Regions from separate parts of the Hordeum vulgare genome. Here region 1 is linked to region 2. A link is a contact called in public Hi-C data. All regions are on one chromosome and are shown on one strand. The core of a region is the stretch at or near the end of the contact, and the rest is flanking DNA. Distances in the headings are between cores, read along the strand shown. Region 1 holds the start of LOC123441929. Region 2 holds the start of LOC123444507 (DExH-box ATP-dependent RNA helicase DExH6-like).

Region 1 (4,968 bases), core at 820-3,319, 250 kb after region 2:
AACCTGCTCCAGGGTCTATAATCTATATCTGACAGGAGCAGTTCTTCGTGTGATATTGAAATGGTGATTATTCTTTTCTTTTGTGATAAAGTGCACATAATAATACTCTGCTGTGGTATAAATTGCGGCAACAGGTGTGTGTTTGTGTGTGTTACGTGAGGCTACGGCTAAGCAGGCCCTGAAACGAGACGAAGAGGTCCTTGTTCTCTGCGCCGAAGATCTGGTCCGCCTTGTCGAGCGTCTCCTGCACCAACACCACAGCAATATTGTACTATACCTCAAGATCTGAATCCGAAAGAAACCACGGATCGAGCTGGAAAGCGTTCCCAGTTACCTCTTGGGATTGCCGGTGAGCGTTGAGCTCCTTGATGTTGGCGAGGAAAGCAGCAAACTGTTCGTAGGACAGACGGCTCCTGAGGATGAAGAAAACAAGGAGGGAAATATCAAATAAGTTGATGCCATGCCATGTTTTTTCTGTCAAAACAAAACGAGAGGTAGCGAGTGGTACCTTGCTTGACGGAAGAACTCCTTGCCATCTATCCTCGTCGTGCGCCCTGAAAAAAAAAAAAACAGAGCGCGCAGAAAATGAAGAACAATCTCCACATGAATGCCGACGAACTCTTGTGTGGAACAAAGATGGGATCGAGAACCTTCGTTCTACCTCTACCTGAGACTGAGTGCCCACGAGGGGGCGAGTTGGCCGCAGAGGACATCTTGCTCGACGGGAGCCACGCCGACATGGCCATGTGGCCTTCGAGCCGCGGGGAAGTGGCGGTGCCGGCGCCGCTGCTGCCGGAGGACAGCTTCGGCGACACGGCCGTGGAGTACCGTCTAGGGGAGGAGGCGCGGGACGTCAGCTTCGGGGACACGGCAGTGGAGTATCTCCTGGCGGAGGCGGCGGAGGAGGACCTCTGCTTCGGCGCAGGGTCGGCGATGAGGCGCGGAGTCATGTGCGTGATGGTGAGTTTCTGCTCGAACGGCCTTGCCACTGTCAACGTGCACGGGAAAGAAGCACCGTAGGGCTGTTGAGAACTCTGTCGTTGTGCTACAGATAGGTACGTATATTAGTAGAAATGTTGTTGATCGTTGCATACCTTCCTGGTTTACGCTTTCGGCTTCGGATGATCCGTCGGCGGCTCGGGTGGTGGATGATGCAGGAGCAGCAGGATTATTGCTCGCCGATGCGTCTTCGGGGATGCCGCCAGAAGAATTATTAGCACAGATGGAATGAAACACAATGAGCTGCTAGCTAGGGATGAAAATTGTCCAAGAGGAAGGGCAGCGATCATGTATATGTATATATACCTCTCCAGGAACTTGCTTTGGCGACCGATTGCTCGCAGGTTCTGATGTCCACTGTTTCCTGGCTCTGCAGAGCACGAGACACGTGATGATTCATGAGTAATACTCGTATTAGCAATGCATTATGCATACAGAGGATCAGAGAGAGGAGCTTACTGAAGAATTATCATCGCCTAGTGACTGCATCAGGTGCCTCTTGAATGTCTCCAGCTGCAAGTGGAAAGCCACCAGAAAAGTTACTAATGAATGCTGCGAGGAGAAGAGCCGTGCGACCGCAGATCACAGATGGCGTCACCTTGGCGAGGTCCCTGGCCAGCTTCCTGGACGTCTGGACGAGCGAGTCCCTCTCCTTCACCAGCTTAGCCTTGGCGGCAGGCAACAACAAGAGCAAGGACAAAAAACCTCAGCACCAGCGAAACCGAATTAGCGGCGAGGCGACCGAGGTTTACGTACGTTGTCTTGGAGAACGGTGCGGAGGCGGGCGTCGGCGTCGCGGAGGGCCTGGTCGAGCGCGTCGGCCCTGTCGGCGAGCTCGGCGGCGAGGCGGTCCTTGTCGGCCAGCTTCTGGCGGAGGCGCGCGGCCTCGTGCTCGAGGCGGGAGGCGCGCGCGGCCACGGCCGCGGCGGTGATCTTGCGGGCCACCTCCAGCTGGTCGTACGGGTCCGGCGGCAGCGCGGCCGCGATGGCCTCGGACAGCCCGGCGCCCTCGGCGGGGGTAGGCGGCGCCGGCGGGGCCGCGCCGGCGTGGGCGCCCGGGGTCTGCGTCATCGATCGGGCGACTGGGGTTGGGGTTGGGGTTGGAATGGAGCGCAGTACGTGGTGGTGGACTGGTGGTGGTGAGATCCGAAGCGGGGAGGAGGGGGTTATCGGGGGGCGGGAAGGGAGCAAGGAAGGAATGTGGTGCTGGTGCTGGTGCTGGTGGCGATCGAGGACGAGGAGAGGAGCCGCGGCCATCGCTTGCGTTTGAATAATGAATAGGCGCCCTGCACGTGGGTTTCCGCTTTGGCTCTTGGAACGCGCCTACCACGTACATCCGCGGAAGATACGAGAAATCCCTGCGAAACAGCTACGGGAGTCGGGGATAGGTGGTCCGTGGTCCGTGCTCCAAGTCTGTAGATATCTTCCCGGCCGTAGGTTTTGCATTTCCGTTGTCGATGGAGGCACAGTCGACCGTGCATGGCCGGCCGCCATGAGGCTCACTCTTGACTCTTGAGCGTCCGGGGCATGCCATGCCATTCATGGAGACACTGCTATAGGCCTACAGCTGGTCGCGACTGGCATGGTAGTACGTATGTTATTTGCAGTGCAGTGAAGTACATGAAAAAACACCGGGTAGGTATTGATCAGTCGTTGTAGTATAGTGGTGAGTATTCCCGCCTGTCACGCGGGTGACCCGGGTTCGATCCCCGGCAACGGCGTTTTTTCTTTTCGGCTTGATGGTACGCAACGGCGTTTTTTCTTTTCGGCTTGATGGTACATTGGTCGATGTGGGCTCATTGGGCCGCACACCGAAGCCCGGTAGATAGCGGTTTAATTGGTCGATGTGGGATCATTGAACCGCATACTGAAGCCCGGTACTCTACAAAACATGAATTTGTCTTTTTATATATAAAAGCCCCTCAAAATTACTATATGAAAATCATTTCACTAATTTTATATAATCAGTTTAATAATTTATTAAAGAAAAAATGTTAGATTCAACCGGCTGATTTCACGCCTCCTTAAACCGTTTGCTTTGCTCGCCACGTGTTCACTAAACCTACCCACCATTCGTGAATTCCCATCCTTATTTTCAGCCACACACGTGAAAGCACCCACTCCTTATCTCTTTTCTTCAGATCCCTTTCATCTCCATCGCGACTCTCTACCACTGCTCCTCACCATGGCCATGCTTCTGCTTTCTTTGCCGCTACAGCTGCTGCTCTGAGACCCGTCTCAGGTGGATGAGGGCGCCGGACTACAGACGGCCAGCTGCTGGCTTGTCGCTAAAGAGGGGGAGGGGGGCTAACCCGCCCGTGCTGCAAGGTGGAGCGCCCGCACGGAAATGCAATGGAGCGCGCGGTGCTGGGACGGTGAATGTAGAGAGTGGCCAACGAGAATGCTGCAACTCCGGCGATGCTGCCTTGAAGCTGTTGGGAGCAACGCCGGGCCGTCGGAAGAATAGCCGACGCAACAATGAAGGTTCGTCGGGACACGCCGGTGATGCGTTGGAGCTTTGTCGGGGCTGAAATGGAGCTTCGTCGGACGCGTCGGTGCTGCGTCGGAGCTCTGCTGAAGCTGTAATGGAGCTTCGCCGGATGTGTGGGTGCTGCGTTGGAGCTCCGTCGAAGCTGCAATGGAGCTTCGTCGGATGCTCCGGTGCTTCGATGGAGCTCCGCCACTGCTGCAATGGAGGTTCACTGGACGTCATCGGTGTTGCGTTGGAGCTTTGCTGGATGACAACGGTGCGCAAGAAAAGTTACAGTGGAGTTGGGTACACGTTGTTGCACTGAAGCAGTCGCACGTCTACTGATGCCGTGGCGTTGCTGTAATCCAACGGCCACTAGCAGGCAGATCAAACGGCTGTCTAGACGGAGGATTCTTTCAAGAAATCATCTGGCTGATTCGTAGTAGTGGCCTTTGTTAAATCTTTGAATATTGTAAAAAGATAATTTAGAGAAAAGTTATTGTATGTGCAAAGAAATTATACTCACATACATCTTGCGAAATTCTAGTGTCGCTTTTATTCTTTGTTAGTTGGATTTTAATTTTAGTAAGGCAATAGTTAGCAACACAAAAGCTACGAGAAAATGGGATTTGCGGGAAACAAAACAATGGTAACTAGATGATGCCCGGCGCGTTGCTGCGGAACTCAAGCCAATAAAATCATAAGATAAAGAATAGAAATTTTTATATAATCATAATTGCTAGTTACATGAGAAACATAAACATATGTAAGGCCTCTTTGCCAACTGATTACTTGAACATGTGTTAGTTTGTTCCTTTGATGTTTGCCTAGACTGGCTTTGCTTTTTATTGTTTTGTATGACATAGATACATGTCCTTGTCGACATGACAAAACAAATATCTACACACACAATCCCGCTAAGAAGGCGATCGCCAGGAATTGCCCCAGCGACACCGGCCGCCACCGGTCCCTGCCTCCTCCGTTGCCCACTCCGGCGACGTGAGGAGGTGGGGACCACGGCGCTGTGACACCGGCTTGTTGTTAAGGTTAGTCTAGTGTTTTCTTGGGACGCCGTTGGGGTGGTGGGAGCGGCGTCCGGGCAAATAAATCTGCCTCAACTCTATTCCCACACCGGCGGCGACCTTCACGGCGGCGTCTTGGAGTTGATGGCAACGTGTGCTGCTCGGTCCTTCAGATCGGCGGCTTGGTCTTCTCGCCGTTCTTCAGATCCGGCGAGATCAGTTTCTCGGTCTGTCGCTGGCGTTCGTGGTTATTCGCGACGGCGCTGGCGGCCGGGGCGAGGTGGTTCTTCTGGAGCGAGGATGTCGGTCCGAAGGTGGTGGATCTGCCGTTCCTCTCCAACTTTGTTGATGGGAGACGACAAATCTTGGTCCAAGACAGAACGGGGACGTCCCTCGGTCGACGTGCCACAGCGACATGTGCCTTGCTGCGTGCAGCGGGCCTGTTCATCGACTCACAAAGACTCGTTGGCGATGGTG
Region 2 (4,786 bases), core at 1,532-4,031:
GGGGCCCACTCGGTAATACAACATCACACACAAGCCTTGCAAGCAATGTGACTTAGTGTAAGTCATGTGATATTGTATTACAGAACGAGTAAAGAGACTTGCCGGTAAACGAGATTGAAATAGGTATGCGGATACTGACGATCGAATCTCGGGCAAGTAACATACCGAAGGACAAAGGGAATGACATACGGGATTATATGAATCCTTGGCACTGAGGTTCAATTGATAAGATCTTCGTAGAATATGTAGGATCCAATATGGGCATCCAGGTCCCGCTATTGGATATTGACCGAGGAGTCCCTCGGGTCATGTCTACATAGTTCTCGAACCCGCATGGTCTGCACACTTAAGGTTCGGCGATGTTTTATGCGTATTTGAGTTATATGGTTGGTTACCGAATGTTGTTCGGAGTCCCGGATGAGACCACAGACGTCACGAGGGTTCCCGGAATGGTCCGGAAACGAAGATTGATATATAGGACGACCTCATTTGATTACCGGAAAGTTTTCTGACATTACCGGGAATGTACGGGGAGTGACGAATGGGTTCTGGATGTTCACCGGGGGGGGGGGGCAGCCCACCCGGTGGAAGCCCATAGGCCTTAGGGGTGCCGCACCAACCCTTAGTGGGCTGGTGGGATAGCCCAAGAGGCCCTACGCGCACGAATCGAAGAAAAAAAAGAAAAAAAGGGAAGTGGAAAGGTGGAGAAGGACTCCACCTTCCAATCCTAGTTGGACTAGGATTGGAGGAGGAGGACTCCTCCCCTTGATTCGTCCGACCCCTTGGGGCTCCCTTGAGCCACAAGGCAAGGCCCCCCCTCCCTCCTATATATACTGAGGTATTAGGGCTGATTTGAGACAACTTTGCCATGGCAGCCCGACCACATACCTCCACGATTTTTCCTCTAGATCGTATTTATGCGGAGCTCGGGCGAAGCCCTGCTGGGATAGATCACCACCAACCTTCGGAGCGCCATCACGCTGTCGGAGAACTCATCCACCTCTCCGTCTCTCTTGCTGGATCAAGAAGGCCGAGATCATCGTCGCGCTGTACGTGTCGTCCGTTCGGCACTAGATCGGAGCGGATCGTGGGACGGATCGCGAGACGGTTCGTGGGACGGTTCGCGGGACGGATCGAGGGACGTGAGGACGTTCCACTACATCAACCGCGTTTCTAATGCTTCCTGCTGTGCGATCTACAAGGGTACGTAGATCAGAAATCCCCTCTCGTAGATGGACATCACCATGATAGGTATTGCGTGTGCGTAGGAAATTTTCTGTTTCCCGTACCACGTTCCCCAACACAACCTCCCACCTACAAATGAAGTTTGACTTAGGATAATGCTAGGACTTCCGTTATTTTGAAACAAAGGCAGTAACTCATAATTTACTAGTCAATTTTTAGATGGAAAATGATTGTTTTAAATTGGATGAAATTCCCCTCGCGTCAACCGCCTCCGCAAGGCGGCGCGTGTCCCGTGTGGGTCTGCCCACCGTTGTCCTCAACCATCCCTTATCTCTTCCCCGTGAAGCCCGTTCACAGATTTTCCTCGCGTGAGCTGCTTTTCCTCTTTCCTTCTTTCCTCTGCTCTGCTCGCTTCCTCCACACATCGCTCGCCGACATTAGTCCATGCCACCAAACCATCACCGCTGTTGCCCCAACCCCGACACCATGCCATGAGGGTGTGCTGCCGCCACTGCACTCGTCGCACAACTTGCTCTTTGCAGGAGCGGTGCCGCTACAAAACTGGTTACCGCGCCAATAGCTATGTCACATCCATCGTCGTCGCGAGCAATGGAGCGTCCTCGTCGGTGACACCTACTTCAAAGCAACACATGGAAGGAGCCACGTGCTGCGTGCCGACGGTCTGCAAACGACTCTTCAATAGGGCGCGCGGGCATTGTCGCGACGGAGGCGGCACACTCAGCCTTGTGCTTCTAGCAAGTGACGGTGCTGCAGCCAGCGGGCTCACCGGCTTTGTGCTAAAGCATCATCGGGGCTGCAATGGAGCCTTGTCGACGCTCGCGGGGTCGTTAGGCTGCAATGGAGCTTCACCAGTGCTGCATAGGCCCCCGTTGGTGCTACAATGGAGATTTGTTGACGCCGTAGGTGCTGCGTTGCAGCTTTTGTCTCGTTGCTGGGGTTGAAGTGGAGCTTCATCGATGTCGTCGGTGTTGCGTTGTAGCTTCGCTAGCATCGTCAGGTCTCGTCGCCGAGGATTGCAATGGAGCTTCGCTGCGCCATCGGGTCGGAGGTTGCAATGGAGCTCCGCTGGGGTCACGATGATGTTGTTATCTTTTCTTTTGCAGCGTGGTGGATACGGGAGAAAGGAGGAAGAAGACAGCTACGTTCGGTCGTTTGGTCTGACCGAACGTCATGCATGCGCCTAATCAGACGGCTAGGCAGAAAGATGTTTTCTTAGGATCAATAGGCTGATTCGTAGCAGCCACCATTTAAGATTGAAATTTGACTTAAAATTCGGAAGGGATTCATCAACAGAACGGAAGAAGTTCAACCTCTTCAACTCACTCGGCGGTAACACGGCACCACAGGTCCCACGCGAATATTCTCCTGTTATACTCGCAGTTTTTTTTTTTTTACGGCCTTTGTGTACTCGCAGTTTTTCTCCACCTGAGGGGAGGTACTCGTAGTTGCTTGTAAAGATCTCCGCCGCTTCCATGAGAACGTAAGCAGTTGGGGCCTGGCAGCAATGGCTGCTTGAAAGCCTTTGAACAACCCGGGCACGTGGCCCGCCTCAGACCTCTACCCACCGCGGCCCGGTCCTCATCGGCAAGAATGGCCCACATATCGGTCCATCAAACTCCAAGCCTGCACCAGCACCGCCCGCCCCTCGCACAAATCGCACCGCCACCACGTTGCCCTAGAAGGTTTCCCCCCGGTCCACCCCAGCAGCACACAAAGGGCAAAGCGACCGCAGCGGGAAGCCGCCAGAGCGGGACCCGAACCGGCCGCCGCGCCGCCGCCCCACCGAACGCAGCCGCCGCGCCGCCCCCGTCCCCGCTCCGCGACGACGGGATGGGGCGAAAGGGGCCCAAGGATAAGCTCACCGCCAGCGCCCTGGCCGCCATGAGCGAGGAGACGAGGGTCCGCATCACGACGGTGCTTGAGGACTTCCGCGCCTCCGACGCCCACGGTTCGCGCCATTCGCCTTCCCGTCGCATTGGACGTTCCCGTTCCTGTAGGCGCCTAGCGTGCTCTCTCCTTGTTTCGGTGCGATTCCGTTGTGCGCTGCGGATACGGCACGCTCCGTGGCCAGTGGGGGCTAGGGTTTCAAGCCCTTCGAGCTTATGATTGGGGGCTGCTCATCTTATCATAGTATCGCCAATCTAGTTCCGCAGCCGTTATTCTGGGCACTCGTCCTTCTTTTGTTGCGCGCCCGTTGCTTCGACTTGTTTTGCTAGCTCTGTGGTGTACTTGATGGCCAATGTCACCAGCGTTTCTAGCTTCACTGCTGGTCCAGAGTGTGGCAGCATTAAACTGTTTAATGCTGCCACAGTGCCTATCCTGACTGTGGTTAATCGGTCATAAGGAAGGTGAATGCTCAATCAGTCTTCTTTGTTGCCACTACATGTGCTATTTGTAGCAATACTAGTTTTACAGTTTCCTTCTAGATAAGTTAGTCTGTTTTCTAGCAAAAATAGCCTCTCATAGGTCACGTGGTGACATCATTGACTTAAAAAGGAACCTGGTAGTGTTTTTTCGTTGATTTGCAGTGTCCCATCTTTTTTTCTTTTGAGAAACATTCCAGATTATTGTTGAAAATCTATGCCCACTACTAGGCTGGTAACATAAAATTGCCTAACTGGGTAACAGGGTTTGATATTAGTTGGTTGTAAATATATAAGTCGGGGTTATGCTTTCATAAGGTAGTTGCAGAAGCTTAAATGGTCTTCACGATCTTCTTTTAATCATCTGTAGAGCCGTTGCTCGCTACCTTATTGCTACACCAAGGTGTGCATGCCAAGCTTATGATATGTTATGACTACCATGTGTTCTGATTTTCATTTCATGTTCTGGACCCCATTTCAGTTTTATCACAGCCCCCCCATATTTTCTGTTATGGATCTCCTTAATTGTATTATTTGCCACCTCTACCACTGGTATCTTCTGTTTATTTTATTGTATTGTCCTTCATTGAAGCATTCATGGTATTCTTTTCTGTGTTATACTCTGAGCAGAGAAGCTACACATTTTTAATTTGCAGAGTACACATTCGAACCTGGTCTTACCAATCAAGAACGGGCCGCAGTCCATTCTATGTGTAGAAGGATGGGCATGTCATCAAAGAGTAAAGGGTGAGTTATTTCTTAACTATAATGGATGCATTTTGCAGACTTCTTTCGGTGAAGTGCTAATCGATAACTATGTTTGATCTATCTTCTCTTCATTAATCTTCATGCTGACATATATTTGCAGTATCGACTTTACTTTTTACCTGGTGTTTGTTCTGAATTCTATTCATTAACCGTAGGAATGGGGAACGGCGATGCCTTTCTGTTTACAAAACTAAAAACACGCAGGGGGCTGGTAAAGAAGAAGGCCCTAGCAAACTTGGACTTTCTGAAGAAGCAAGAGAAATTTTGCTAGATCTGTTTACACACTATCCTCCTGATGATGCTGAATTGAATGGTGACGCTGTCAAGAATCCTGGCGATAAGGCTGTTAAAATTCGATGGAAGACAGATAATGCCTTTTCAAGGCCAGCTATGCAGAAACATGATATAGCAAAGAAGGCCGAGATGCTTACGTCTAAATTAAATGGACA

Evidence for each region. A called contact is a pair of places that touch in the nucleus more often than the background predicts.
Region 1: a Hi-C map of leaf shows a contact between it and region 2, with 2.2 times the contacts expected there. The contact joins the promoter of LOC123441929 here to the promoter of LOC123444507 in region 2. A contact is called at or near these places in 2 of 6 Hi-C or Micro-C datasets (leaf and seedling).

Annotation. Positions count from the first base shown.
Region 1 is chr3H:501,317,793-501,322,760 of MorexV3_pseudomolecules_assembly, forward strand. It overlaps LOC123441929, which reads right to left and starts at 2,070. Exons shown (of 9, transcript XM_045118096.1): 1 at 1,756-2,070; 2 at 1,598-1,666; 3 at 1,459-1,512; 4 at 1,306-1,369; 5 at 1,095-1,187; 6 at 668-988; 7 at 509-554; 8 at 335-413; 9 at 1-244. The coding sequence starts at 2,070. The coding sequence ends at 152. It overlaps TRNAD-GUC (a tRNA gene), which reads left to right and starts at 2,649; the gene lies at 2,649-2,720.
Region 2 is chr3H:501,062,454-501,067,239 of MorexV3_pseudomolecules_assembly, forward strand. It overlaps LOC123444507 (DExH-box ATP-dependent RNA helicase DExH6-like), which reads left to right and starts at 2,782. Exons shown (of 15, transcript XM_045121237.1): 1 at 2,782-3,154; 2 at 4,226-4,316; 3 at 4,493-4,786. The coding sequence starts at 2,797.